Regions from separate parts of the Sus scrofa genome. Here region 2 is linked to region 1. Evidence: chromatin contacts called from public Hi-C data. All regions are on one chromosome and are shown on one strand. The core of a region is the stretch at or near the end of the contact, and the rest is flanking DNA. Distances in the headings are between cores, read along the strand shown.

Region 1 (7,342 bases), core at 817-3,316:
ACCTAGACTAGTGATGGCTCTCGCTGCAGTAATGTGTACCTACTATGTGCCAGGCCCAGGGCTAAAGGCTTGACTACATCTCATTGCCATACTGAATCCTCTCGACGACCCATAAAGCAAGAACTCCTAGGAGCCCCAGAGGAGGACACAAAGATTCAGAGGAGATTAGTGACTAGCCCGAGATCACATAGCTGTCACGGGGTGAGGTGGCACGAGGGCCCCAGCAGCCTGGTTCCAGGGCGCTCTCTCTTGAAGGTGGCACATAGGACAATGCTTTCCACTTCCACAAAATAGAGATCTGTGGCCCCTCAGGCTGGAATCAGGGGGGCCTGATAGGCACGGGTTTCTACCCCCCTCTCCACTTCCCAACCACCCCCCAAGTCTCAGGTGGTTTCTATAGCTATAACGAGATAAAACTCAGGTATCATATATTTCACTCATTTCAAATGCATTATTTGGCGAGGGGAGGGGTTAGCATATTCAAATTGTGTAACATTATCACAATCAATTTTAGACCATTCTCAGCACTCCACGAGGAAAACCCGACCCACAAGAAGCCACTTTTCCTTCCAACCCACCCCAGCCCGAGGCACGTGCCCTCTCGTTCATTTTCTGTCTCTGTGTATTTGCCTATATGGGATACTTCAGAGACGTGCTATCACCCAACATCTGATCTTTCGGCTTCCTTCACCAAGCACGTTCATCCACGTTGGAGCATCTATCAGTCCTGCATTCCTTCTTATTCCTGAACCACAGTCCGTAAATATCCCATCATCAAAATGATGGAGTGGGTCACAAACGCTATCCCATAAATCAAGTGAATGGACCACGCTTCGCTTCTCCATTCACCCACTGACGGGTCTCTAGGGTGCTTCTGCTGTGGGGCTCGTATGAAGAACGCGGCTGTGGACATTTGCGTGCAGGTTTTCCGGGTGGACACACGTCTGCGTTCCTCCTGGGGAGGCGGGGGAGGGGCAACGGCCCAGCCCTGGTTGAACATGCCGTTAAAAGTCTACCGAAGAGCCTCGAAGTCAACATCTGGCGGCTTCTGGACCGTTTCCAGAGAATTTTATCAATACGGCCAGACTCTGCTCACGGGTGGGTCATCTGGCCCAGCCCCTCCTCTGCCGGGGCCTGGGATCCTCTCAAGCCTGCGCTGCACTCTGCCGTCTGGGCCAGCGGGATGATAAACGCATTCTGCTTTAAAGCAGATACTTCACAAATCATAACTTACAGATGCTCCAGGACTTTCATGTGGGAAAGACAGATGAGACTTAGGCTGTCTGACTCCGGAGCCACTGAGGACAGGAAGCCCCGGCCAGGAAGGCTCTCTCTCCCCGTAAGGAGCACAAGAGCAAATGTAACAAAAAGGGAATTCATGCAGGGAAGGGTCTGCCTGGCTTTGCAGACTCGGCTACGGCTACGTAACCCGCCATTCATTTCCAGCCATTGTCTTCTCTTGCCCACAAATCAGGAAGCTCCTTGGGGTCGGGGGTGGTGACCTAGGGCCTCCACACCTCCTAAAACCATCCCTCGCTCAACGTATTCCCTTCTGTGCCATCCTACAAGGCTGTGCTCAGGACCTACTATGTGCCCAGCCCTCTGCTAGGTATAGATAGTAGGTTCACGAAGGTTATATGGGGCTTCCTTGCAGACAAGACACCTTGACTCAATCCTCATCTACTACGGCTTCCCAAGAGGAAGTGAGATCAGTCCTGGAGTAGAGTGGGTGCATTTCTGTCTGCAGGGAGGGAAGTGAACCAGCTGACCTCTCTCCAGGGCCCCATGGATTCCAGAACCTGAGGGTGCTGACGGAACAAAGAACTCAGTGTGTGTCCAGGTGGAACGCTCCCCAACCTGCTCCACTAAAACAGACTCATGGCCCAACAAGCAGACGCCTCTCCCCTGACAGCCTTCTTTCTGACCCTTATCTCCTCACGGCTCAACTCTTGTGAAAACCACCAGGCTGGCCTTCCTGCTCCAAGCCTGCACACCATACCAGACCATGGGCTCGGAGCCCCACTGGGAGCCGAGCCGGGCTCAGCCCAACTAGGGGGAGGGGTTGGGTCAAGATCTCTGCACTCACACTGCCTAAAAGCTGCCTCTGCTGCTGCGTGTGGCCGTGGCAGGTTAGTGACGCGCTCTGTACTCAGTCTCTTCACATGGAAGAGATGAGATGGTCACAGGCTTGTTATGAGCGTTAAATTAGTTAAATGGACCTAGCACGTTAGAAGCACTCAAGAAGAATTAGCTGCTGTTATTTATTACCATTCAATGCTATGACTTTTACCTCCATCCCAACTTCCAGCCTTGCCTCCCACCGCATCCCAGCATAACCCATTCTAAGAGATCTGGCCATTCGCTCGCTACCTGAAAGCCTCCAGAGTTCAGTCCTCAGAAACCCAAAGCGAGACTCATTTTTAACAGCCCTTGCCCTCCTTCCATCTCCTTCCCGAACAACAAGAAGCCCCCCACCCCCACCCCAGGAGAAGAGTCGCCCTGTGGCTGGCCTGGCGCATGAGCGAAATACCACACCCAAACCCAGAGGTCTCCCACTGTGTATCACAAAGAAGGTTCTCCATCTCTCTAGCAGCAGTGGGTCTCCAAAGACACAGATCTGTTTGACACCATCTGGCTGTTGGACCCCAGGCAAGTCGCTTAACCTCCCCAAGCATTGCTTTTCCCCATCTGTTAAACGGGTCTCATGAGCGTGCACACCTCTTAGGCTTGGGGTGTCAATGACATGAGAGGAAACCTCGGTAAAGTACTCAGCGCAGGACGACACGCCCCAAGCTCTCCAAAGCATCAGCTGGTAGTACTAACAGCAGCAGCAGCCATACAGGGAGGGGGTTTTCCTGTGCAGGATCAATTTGATGAACTGATCTTCCATGAGCTACGCTCCAACTTGAGAATCTCTGGAAGTAACTGATTCCTGCACAGAAGAGGTACCGAGCCTAGCAACTGCTCATATTGGCTCTTCTGTCAGACTGTACGTGGCTTGGGTCTTGTTCATGTGTCTGTCCCAGATCTTAACATGGTGAGAAGCATATGGCAGTTGGTAATAAATCTCAGTTGAACTGAGCAGAATTAGTTCAATATTTGTAAGTACATTTTTTCTTTGCTACTAGGTTATAAACTCTTTAAGAGTGAGGCTCATGTCTTGCTCTCATAAAGATTTATGAAATGAGTGATGGAAAAACACCAAACCAAAAATCAGGTTGTTTAGACTTACCAGCTGTGCAACCTCAGAGAAGTCACTTAACACTTCTGTGCCTCATTTTTCCCACCTCCGGGATGAGAAGTTTGAACCACATATCTACCAAGGTCCCTTACTCCCTGAAACTGGCTTTGGGCCTTAACTGCAATGTGGCATCTCAGCCACCATGCCTATGACAGCCACATGCCCTTGGCTCAGCAGCTTATGAATTTGCACCTGCCCTGTGGTTTTCCAGCACAAGGATATGAATAACTTGGGGCCAGTGCTTAAAACACCCATTTGTGATGGGTGTTTAAAATGACTTCCTCTGCTGGGCGAGGACATCCCATGACCCGTGTAGGGGGCACCATGGCAAACTGGGGGCACGTTTTGCCCACCAGCCCTTCCGCTCCCATGCCCGACCCCTCCCAGAGCCCTGCTTCCTGATCACACCACACCATGCACTGCTCCCAGGAGATAACCTGGTATAGAGGGAAAGCTGAACTTGGCCCTGGACAGTGAGGGGACTGTATGGTATTTCTCCTCAAAATGTTGTTTGTTTTTGCTCTTGGAGTTTTTCTGGCAATGCCGTATGCAGCTGGAGGATCCAGGGAGTTTGGCTCAAAGAAAATGCCATGTCATAACACAGGAGCTCGCTCCACAGCCCCGCCCCAAACGGCATCAAAACAAAGGTGCAATAAGCAAAGCCCAAACTCAAGGCCTTAGAAATGTGTCAAGATCCTCTCGGCATCTGGCTGTTTTGGCTTCCTCTGGGTACCCTTCCCTAATTAACCTGAAACGTTATCTCCCCTCCCTCTCTCTTAGTTAACTGCCCACTGCATCAGGCCTCTCTGACGGTCTTAACATCTAAATCAAAGTCCAGGAGTTCCCGTCGTGGCGCAGTGGTTAACGAATCCGACCAGGAACCATGAGGTTGCGGGTTCGGTCCCTGCCCTTGCTCAGTGGGTTAACGATCCGGCGTTGCCCTGAGCTGTGGTGTAGGTTGCAGACGCGGCTCGGATCCCGCGTTGCTGTGGCTCTGGTGTAGGCCGGTGGCTACAGCTCCGATTAGACCCCTAGCCTGGGAATCTCCATATGCTGCAGGAGTGGCCCAAGAAATAGCAAAAAGACAAAAAAAAAAATAAAAAAAAAAATCAAAGTCCAGGTGAGATGAGGAAAAAGCATCAGCTCCAAGAGGAAACTAAATTTACTCACTTCCCTTCCTGAGGCTTTCTGCAGGTTATTTTATTCAGTTCTCACTGCCAGTCCATGAAGTTGGTACTATATGAGCCCATTTTACAGATGAGGAAGTGGAAGTTTCTGGACAGATTCTGAGTCACCAAGCACTGTGCAGGCAAGAACAACTTGCTGACCAATTTTTTGGGTGTTTGTTTTATTTTTCTGTTCAGTCAGGCGCAGAGAATTTTCCACCTGACAATTTCTGTTTCTCACTGAAGTTCTTACACCATCTGTGAGCAGTGTGCTCAGCAGGGGGAGGACTCAAGGCCAAGGAGGTCTTCCCTTCACCCAACCTCAGTTTTCCCATCTGCTTAATGCAGCGTTTTCAACCAGATGATTTTGCTAACAGCCTAGGCTCATCTATCATGCAGAAAGCAGTCTGGGGATTGCCAGCTTCTGGATGTGGACCTGCCACCAGATTTGCAATCTTTGCAGAATTTTTGAGTAAGACAAGAGACTTAGCTGAAATTAATAGCACAATGGGAAGCGAGACTAGAACTGGACAATAACAGCAGGACTCAAATCCTGCAGCGAAATGAGCCTCTTCCGTTCTCAGGGCGCCCCCTCGTGGCTATTCGACTAAATCCTGACGGAATGTTCAGACTTTCTGCAAATAAAGGGAAAGACAGCCACCAAAAGAGAAAGGCAGGCTCCCATCTACTGATGGGATCCCTTTCACTCTAGACCATGGATCAGACAGCTACACAAATACCTGAAGCCCCAGCGAGGCTCAGAAAGACGTCTGCCATAAGACAAGCCTTCATTCTTTCAGTTAGCAGCAGCTCCCCAGCCTTCAGGCGGCTGTGTCCCCTCACAGATCCCAGACACACCCTGACCACTCACAAGCTCACATCCTCAACCTGCAACCCAAACCGCGTCTGTTTTTCATTATTCCACTTTCCAACTTCCCAGCGCGATTCTTCAACAGCTATTAAGACAACATGAGCAAGGAGCTTAGCTTTTGCTTATTCAACATCCAGCCTGGGGAATATCACCTCAGAAGAAAAGCATGAATGAAGCGCACGTTTCTCAGCCTCCTCTTCCACAAACCTGAAAGTGTGTTCCTCAAAGGACATCTTTGCAACCATATATCTCCTCTTGTAAATTTTCTACCTACCAAAAGGGCACCTGCCCTCTCAACTACTTGCTATAGAAATTTGTTGATAGGAGACAGCTTAAAAATAAAAGGTATAATCTCTCAAATGTCCAATGAACCTATAACAGACTTTTTTAAAGCTATAGGATAAAGCTGTATCAACCCAAATAGTGAAGCTTAGAATGAGGGCGTTATCCCGTATCCAAATATTTGAGGATTTGGGGGCTGAACTTTCTGATTAGTGCCCCATTTTGTCCGCAGAACTGCCCCTGCACAAATGCAAAAGACATCATCATACCACTTCGTTCCACAGTTCATTTTGCTTTCTCCCTGTGGTCATCTGTTAAGTTTATAAGCAACCCTGGGCCCTGAGTCACCCCCAAAGTCACACAAGGAGTCCCCTAATTAGTTCCTGACTTTGGCCCTAAATCGATTAAAAGCCATTTGATATGCTTCAAATCAAAGAATCATATTAATTTTCTGCCACACACCACACAAAATCTTTCTGCAACAGTCAGTCACTTTGAACCCAACCCTCTAGCCACAAGCAGTGTGGATTTCAAGGGCCTGTTTTGCAGAAAGGAAAATGACAACAAACCAAGGTTGGGACAACACAGAGAAGTCAAAGCACTCATGCCTCTCCTTGGGGCAATATAAATGGTCCTGGGGCCCTGGCAGGGTTTCAGCTGTCACAAAGAGCAGGGTGGCTGGGCCAGACCCTTTAAGCAATGCAGTAGCCCTGCAGCCAGGGCCTGAAATGCAGTTGAGTCTGCAACTCCGCGTCTGTGTGGCTGTCCATGCCCTGGGCAATTCAGTCCTCCCAGAAGCCAGCCGCAAACTGTCACAACCCTCAGCCATGCAGCAGCCTTTACTTTGCCCCCCTAACATTCTCTCTTATAAACAGGCAGGAGTCCACCCTCCGTTGCAGGCACATCGGCATCAGGGAGAAGGGGAAGACGAGTGGGATGATGCCGGGAAGGAGGGGGAGGGTCCCATTCATCTACTGGACGCGGGACTTGGGGAACCAACCCCAAGCTGAGGATGTGGCTCTGGAGTCAGAGCAATAGGCATTCCAGGGCATGAATGCGTGACTTCGAGGGAGACCCCAACGGTCCCGACGTTGCAAAGTGTTGGCAAATCATAAACACTACTTTGCTGCTGGGATCAAAACCCCCAAAATATGCGCAGACAGGATGTAACAAGTGTTCAGGGAGAAAGACACGCCTGAGCCACGGGGAGCTGGTGGGAGAGTCAGGAATCCGCCAGAGGGGCGGGGGTGGGGGTTCCCGGGAAGCCCCCTCGCGGACAAGTGATCCCCTCCGTGCCCCAGACCCCATCGCACGCTGGCTCCGTCCCCGGTTGCGTCTAGCCCCAAGCCCCCCGGGCTTCCCCCCAACTCACCACTCGGCCCGAAAACCTCTCGGTGGCCCTCTTGACTTTGCCGTAGGTGCCTTTGCCCAGGGTCTCCTGCAGCTCGTAGCGGTGCTTCAAGTTGTGCTTGTGGTGATGCCGCTTCACCCCGTGCGGCTTCCTGGGCTCCGGGGCCGCCGCCGCGGGGGCTGCGGTCGCCCCCGCCCCCGCCTCCGGGGGAGAGCCCGGCGTCCCCAGCCCCAAGTCCGGGCCGTCCCCGGCCGCGGCCGCAGCGGCCCCCTCCATGTCCGAACGCGGGGCGAACCCGGCAGGAGAGGGCAGGGCAGGACCGGGCACAGCGCTCGCGGTGTCGGGGTGCCCGCGGAGGGAAACCGGGGCGCGCTCAAGGTCGCCCCCGCAGCATTGAGGAAGCAGCCCGCTCCCGCCCGGGCTGCGGCTGG
Region 2 (6,305 bases), core at 2,831-5,330, 260 kb before region 1:
TCGTTACCCCTGGCTGTTTCGGATCTGGACCACACTGAAGGCTGAAATTTCTTTGTTTCTTGGCTTGCAGTCTTCTCTGCCCTGTCTCTCTGACCCAAACTACAACAATAGAAGTTCTCATTTTGGTTCAGCGGGTTAAGAACCTAGATAGTCTCTGTGAGGTTGCAGGTTCCACCCCTGGCCTCACTCAGTGGGTTAAGGATCCAGCGTTGCCATGAGCTGTGGTGTAGGTTGCAAATGTGGCTCAGATCCCGCGTTGCTGTGGCTGTGGGGTAGTCCGGCAGCCATAGCTCCAGTTCGACCCTAGCCTGGGAACTTCCATATGCTGTAGGTATGGCTGTAAAAAGAAAAAACAAGGAAACAACAGCAACAAAACAAAGTACAACAATAAAGACGTCTTATGAGAAGCCGGACAGGGACAAAACAGACTGCGTAACCAGCAGGGCCGTGCAGCAGGTCTCTCCACAGAGAGCCCCCAGCCCCGTGCTGTGGCAGGATGGGCCGGGCCCAGCAGCCCAACTCCTCCCTTCTCCTGAGCTCAGGGCATGTACCTTCTGAAGGCTGGGACCATCACCAGGGACGTGATGGTGACCACGCTGGCTAAACAGAAAGAATGGGGAAATGTTATTTTCAAAAGCATGCAAGGAGTAGAAAAAACGGGTGACTCAGCTCTCCTAATCCTGCTGGTGAGTTTTCCAGCTATTTGTTATCTCTTCCAGGAGCCACCATCGAATGATCTGTAAATATTTCCTGAGGACCAAAAGGATGGGGGAGAGTTTTCTGGGTCAGTCAGTCACGAGGAGAGATGAAGTCATGGATGGACACAGAGTGTCCGCAAGCAGTAAGAGGCGGGCAGGAGAGTCAGCAAACCGGGGGCCTTGTTGATGAGATCTCCTTAAGCTTTGGTTTATTCTGCAATTAGCTGGAAACTGTTGATGCTTCTGTGGACAAGACCATGTGAGACAAAGCATTACAAACAGCCTAAATATGTTCCTGGGACCCTCCTTATCAAATTTTTTTTTGTTTTTTTGTTTTGTTTTGTTTTGTCTTTTTGCTATTTCTTGGGCTGCTCCCGCGGCATATGGAGTTTCCCAGGCTAGGGGTCTAATCGGAGCTGTAGCTGCCAGCCTATGCCAGAGCCACAGCAACTCGGGATCCGAGCCGTGTCTGCAACCTACACCACAGCTCACGGCAATGCCAGATCGTTAACCCACTGAGCAAGGGCAGGGATCGAACCCGCAACCTCATGGTTCCTAGTCGGATTCGTTAACCACTGCGCCACGACAGGAACTCCTCTCCTTATCAAATTTTTTATATCAAAACATTTTAAACGTATGCCATAGCCTGTCAATATGTGATGCCCATTTATCTATGAGCAAAATGTAGCTCATTTTGTATTGTATTAGTTGATCTCATTAGGAAAATACGTCCTCAGTTAGATTGGAAGCTACAAGAACGGTCTTATTTATCTTTAGATTCCAAACAACTGGCAATATATGTTTATTGAATGACTGACTGACTGAATGAATGAAATGCAACATTGTTTCCTTCTACAAGACCCCAGCCAGAAAATCCTTCAAGGTCTGACTATTTGACACCTTGCCCTCCAACTGCATCCTGCATTCTCCAAGCCCACTCTTGCTGTTTTTCCCTTCCTCCTGCTCTGTGTTCCAGAGTGCTGAAGTCATTCGATGCTCTGAATCTTGAATTCTAAAAGTCTAGCTTCTGTTTGTCCTGCCAGGGAAGCCTGCTGAAAGTATTACTCCCAAGGGTCTCTGCTGAGTTGCAGGACCCCGGACCTGCAGTTTTCCTGGCACATTTCTGTATCCGTGGCAACTATGCCAGCACTAATGTCATGGATTAATCACCATGATACTGTTTATTGGTCCTTAACTATGTGACTGGTGTGGTGCTGAGCCCTTCACGTTTTTTTTTTTGCTCATTTTGTTTTCCAGCCAAGGGTTATCCTTGTCCCTATTTTCCAGAAAAGGAAACTGAGACTCAGAGAGGTGTGGTGAGTTGCCCAAGGTTAAAGGTTAGTCAGAGAAAGGGGAGAGCGGCTCGTCGAATGATAGCGGAAACACTGAACCCAAGTCCGAGTGGGGGGGTTCCAGGGTTCGTATCTCCAACCACTGATCGTACTCGGTTCCACAGTCACAAGCTCCGGCGTTTACTGGAAGTTTATCACATGCAGGCATTGTGCTCAGTGCTAGTTTAAGTGATCTCATTTAACCCTGCGAGGAAGCACAACAGGAGCGAGCGGCTAAATCGTGATGCAGGACGCAGCCTAAGGAGGATGCCTGGGAGATGGAGCCGGGAGACTGGGACAAGGGGATTTCTGGGGCCACCAGAGGGAGGTGCTGTCACAGGATCAGGGGCAGAAGGGGACCGGAGTAGGCTGGCAGGTGAGGCATGAAATGAGTGAATAATTTGGGATGAGGATGGAGAAGACCCTTCTGTGTTTGGGGGACGGAGGCAAGGGGGATCCATTCAAAGGGCCGGGCTGCAGCATCCCCGCAGGAGCATCTCCTGCTGGGTCCAGCCCTCATGTTCTCTCCTTTCAAGGGCTGGTGGGATGCCACACACCTTCGCATCAGGCTCTTCACTTCTCCAGACCGTGCACGGGATGGGGGTTGTGGTAGGGCAGCTCCAGCCCTGATTTGGAGTCCAGGGACCCTCAGTTCCTTTCCTGGTTTAGTCTCCTACCAGCTGGGGCATCTCTAGGAACTAATTTATCCTCTCTGAACCCTGGCTTCTCAATAGAGAAAGGGAGTAGTTGAGGGACTAAATGAGGGACCACGTGGGAAGCATTTAGTCCAGTGTGCACTCAGAGGACATGTGATGAATATTAACCTCCTGTCCCGCTGTCCTTCCACAAGTCCCTTTTCCTTTCTATCCTTCGGTGGTTTCATACTGTTGCTTCTATGTCTCCAACTAAGTTGTGACTTCCTCCAGGGCAAGGCTTCTGCTTTTTTATTGTCTTGGTTTTTTTCATTCATTCATTCATTCATTCATGCAACATGTATTGTATGTGAAGCACAGTTTATGACCCACCATTGATGCTATGGCTTTGATCACTTGGTAAAAAGAATGAGTAATACAGGATCGATTTTTTGTGAAAGATCCTTCACATAGTGTGAGGCTATGTCACACTCAGTTTATACATCAGAAAAATGTCACGTGGGAAGAGCTACTGAATGTGGGACATTGTCAGACATTAGATCAGCACATGGACACTTAAAAGGAAGCCTTCCCAGAAAAGTTCTCCTTTCCCCCAGTTATCGACGGCATTGCCCCCACCTCCACCTTGCGCATCAATCAGCTCTGCCTTTTACGCGTTTTGAAGGAATAGATAGTTCCGTCAGTGTCATATATCGGCTTGTCAAGGCTGTAAATTAAAAAAGTGTTTTCCAATTACAAGAGCAGTTCATGTTCACATACGAAAATATTTTAATAAAAATAAGAAAAAAAGAAGATGCCTTTAAATCCGTCCTAATGATTCCATGTAGAGGTACTTGTTGTTAACACTTTGATATAAATCCTTCTAGATTTTTGAAATGTGCATGGGGTTATATTTCATATGCCTAAAATAGGATTATACTATCTACTATTAGTTTGTCTTTCATCATTTTAATTTCCACTTTGGACTCCACCAATCTCTAGTTGTTTATCAAAAAGATGAAGAAGAAAGAAGGATTTTCATATTAAAGTGAAATGAAGCGTGGCAGTGTTTATGTGGCTTGAGTTCTTGGCTAAAACTTCTGTCAGCAAGAGTCTGTTCTCATGCAGAGAGAGGAAGGGTGTGTGTATGTGTGTGTGTGTGTGTGTGTGTGTGTGTGTGTGTGTGTGTGCGTGCGTGCGCGTGCGTGTGTGTTAAACCTTCCCCCAGGTATTTTCTCATTGCAAATACTAGTTCTCTTACATCCTAGTTCATTCTAAATTTTCCTCCCCCTCACCCCGAGTCTTGGCACTTTCTTCTCCCTCCGCCTGCTAAGTGTTAGAAGCGTGTTCGTCGTGTCACCTCTCAAAGAGGTGACATCTATGGACATCCTTGCCCTCTAAGCACGCGGCCCGCAGCCCTCGGCTGACATGCACCACAGATGGCCCCGCTGGGGTGGGTGGCGTACTGTACAAAAGCAGGCAAGCCAAGGACATTGTGTTCTGCCCATCATCAAATCCCGTTAAATGGCGAATTCTTCACTTCCAAAGTTTGAAGAGGATGGTACTTTAAAAAGAACTCCAGCTGTTTAAATTTAGAGCCTGAAAAAATTCTACTCTAATAATACGTTCTGGCTCTGGGCCCACCGCATCCTTGAGATGGGGCGACTGGGGGAGTTTTCATTCACTTTGGGCGGCCGCTCCATGTTGACTGGGAGGCAGGCCACAAGCATCTTTGCTCGAGTTGGCCTGGGTAGAACTGGGTCACTTAATGAGAGGAGCAGCTTCCTGTGTACCTCTGGCTGTCAGAGCAGCCTCGTGCTCGCTGATGCATTTTCAGAGGCAGATTATGCAAGCAACAGTGCTATTTTTGTAAATGGTTTGGCCTCTTCAGTCATTAGCCTGGCATTTCTCCCCATGGCCCCACCACATCCACCCACTCCTTCTTTTGTTTGTAAACCCTTTGCAAAAAAACGAGTCCTCAAAAAAGTCCGCGCCCCCCTGCAGGTTGTGTTCATGCTGGCCAGGAATGTCTTTGGCTTAGGTTTATCAGCTCTGCTAATAGATATTTTCAGATGCTTTAGCAGTATTTTCCTAATTCTCCCTCGTCTCTTACCTTATCAGAGCACGTGGCCAGCTCCAGACCCTTTCATTGCTTAGTTCTATCCAAAGTATAAGTCAGAGAATGTTTCAGAAGGGCCTGCTCCAGGCAGGGTCTTCTGCCAGGTACCTGTGCGAAGGAGAGGAGAAGAAATTCCCGGGTCCAGGGATTCACGAGCTGACCACGCCAAGCCCTCCCCGCATCCCTTCAAGCTGCATCAGTCGCCCCTCTTTCACCCGCCCCAGGATTGCGGTCCTTCCCGACACTCTGCTCTGCCTGGGCGCTGCCGGCTTCACACGTCCTCATCCCAGGTCTCCCTTGAGATGTCAGCATCATAAATCCCACTTCATAGAGGAGCAGACTGGGGCCCAGAGAGTGAGAAATATAACCAAGAGAACACAGTTGCAAGTGGCAGAGCCAGATCAAAGACAAGGACACCGACTCCAAGGTCAGGGCTCTTTACCATGAGGTCTCCTCCTAGCACAGAAGAGGGAGAGAGAAATGAATTCCAAAGTGTGTCTGTGTGTGTGTGTGTGTGTGTGTGTGTGTGTGTGTGTGTGTGGGAGCGGGTAACAGTGGGGTAACAGCCTAGTAGAGGAGGTAGGATTAAGTTGATTTTTCTGAGGTTCTCCCTGCTCCCTCACGCAGCCTCAGACGTCAGCTGGCCCTTAGAACAGTCTATGCTGGGGCAGGGCGCTGGGGAGGCCTGCTCCTCTAGGAGCCCCACCTGGCCTGACTGCTGCAGGATTCCCCTGGCTGGGGCTGTGAGAGGAACTCTCCACAGGCTCCTTTGGCTTTGGCTCCCCCGGGAGGGGATCTGCCTGACCCTCTGTGGTGTCCCACAAGGTAGCTTGGCTCCTTACAGAAACCGAGCCTCTTGGTGGGATCGCAGTTCAGTAGAGGTTGGGAAGAGACAGAACCTGGCGAGGCCATCCAGGCTGGAATGTTCTGGAAGGTGGAAGGTGGAGAATGTTCCGGATTGGTGGAGGGGAGAATGAACACTTAGTTTTCCGCATTATGCACCTCTGTGTGATCTGAATTTTTTTTAAAAATGGAAATATAGTTGATTTACACTCTTGTCTTAGTTTCAGGTATACAGCAAAGTGATTCAGTTATACATTTTTCAGGTTATTTTCCATTATAGGTTATTACAAGACAGTAAATGTGTTCTCTGTACTATATAGTAAATCCTTGTTGTTTATTTTGCATATAGTAGTTTGTATTTGTTAATCTCTTACTCCTCATTTATCCCTCCCCTACTTTTCCCTTCAGCGATCGTAATTGGTTTTCTATGTTGGTGAGTCTATCTTAAATATAGATTTATTTGTATTATTTTTTTAGATTCCACCTATAAGTGATATAATATTTGTCTTTCTCTGTCTTACATACTTCACTCAAGGTCAGTTTGATCATCTTTAGGTCCATCCATGTTGCTGCAAATGGCCATATTCCATTATTTTTCATAGCTGACTAATATTCTGTTGTGTGTATAGCCTGTCTTCTTACACCCATTATCTGTTAATAGCCACTGGGGTTGTTTCCCTGT

The links. Hi-C and Micro-C count contacts between places; a contact is called where the count stands out from the background.
Region 2: a contact with region 1 is called in a Hi-C map of fetal liver, with 1.8 times the contacts expected there. The contact joins two enhancer-like sites. A contact is called at or near these places in 8 of 47 Hi-C or Micro-C datasets (embryonic fibroblasts, epiblast stem cells, fetal heart ventricle and 4 more) and 1 of 2 datasets of contacts at active chromatin or transcription factors (skeletal muscle).

Annotation. Positions count from the first base shown.
Region 1 is chr5:14,102,050-14,109,391 of Sscrofa11.1, reverse strand. The region is part of intron 3 of NUAK1 (NUAK family SNF1-like kinase 1); the gene reads right to left. Among named protein-coding and RNA genes, the nearest start is that of NUAK1, 16 kb to the right of the region's middle. Within about 2 kb of position 2,066, at least 10 of the 83 cell types and tissues checked have an H3K27ac peak or open chromatin away from gene starts, as enhancers often do. A contact at or near this core is called in fetal liver, where this site is marked.
Region 2 is chr5:14,369,531-14,375,835 of Sscrofa11.1, reverse strand. The region is part of intron 2 of LOC106507478 (a long non-coding RNA gene); the gene reads left to right. Among named protein-coding and RNA genes, the nearest start is that of NUAK1, 280 kb to the right of the region's middle. Within about 2 kb of position 4,080, at least 18 of the 83 cell types and tissues checked have an H3K27ac peak or open chromatin away from gene starts, as enhancers often do. A contact at or near this core is called in fetal liver, where this site is marked.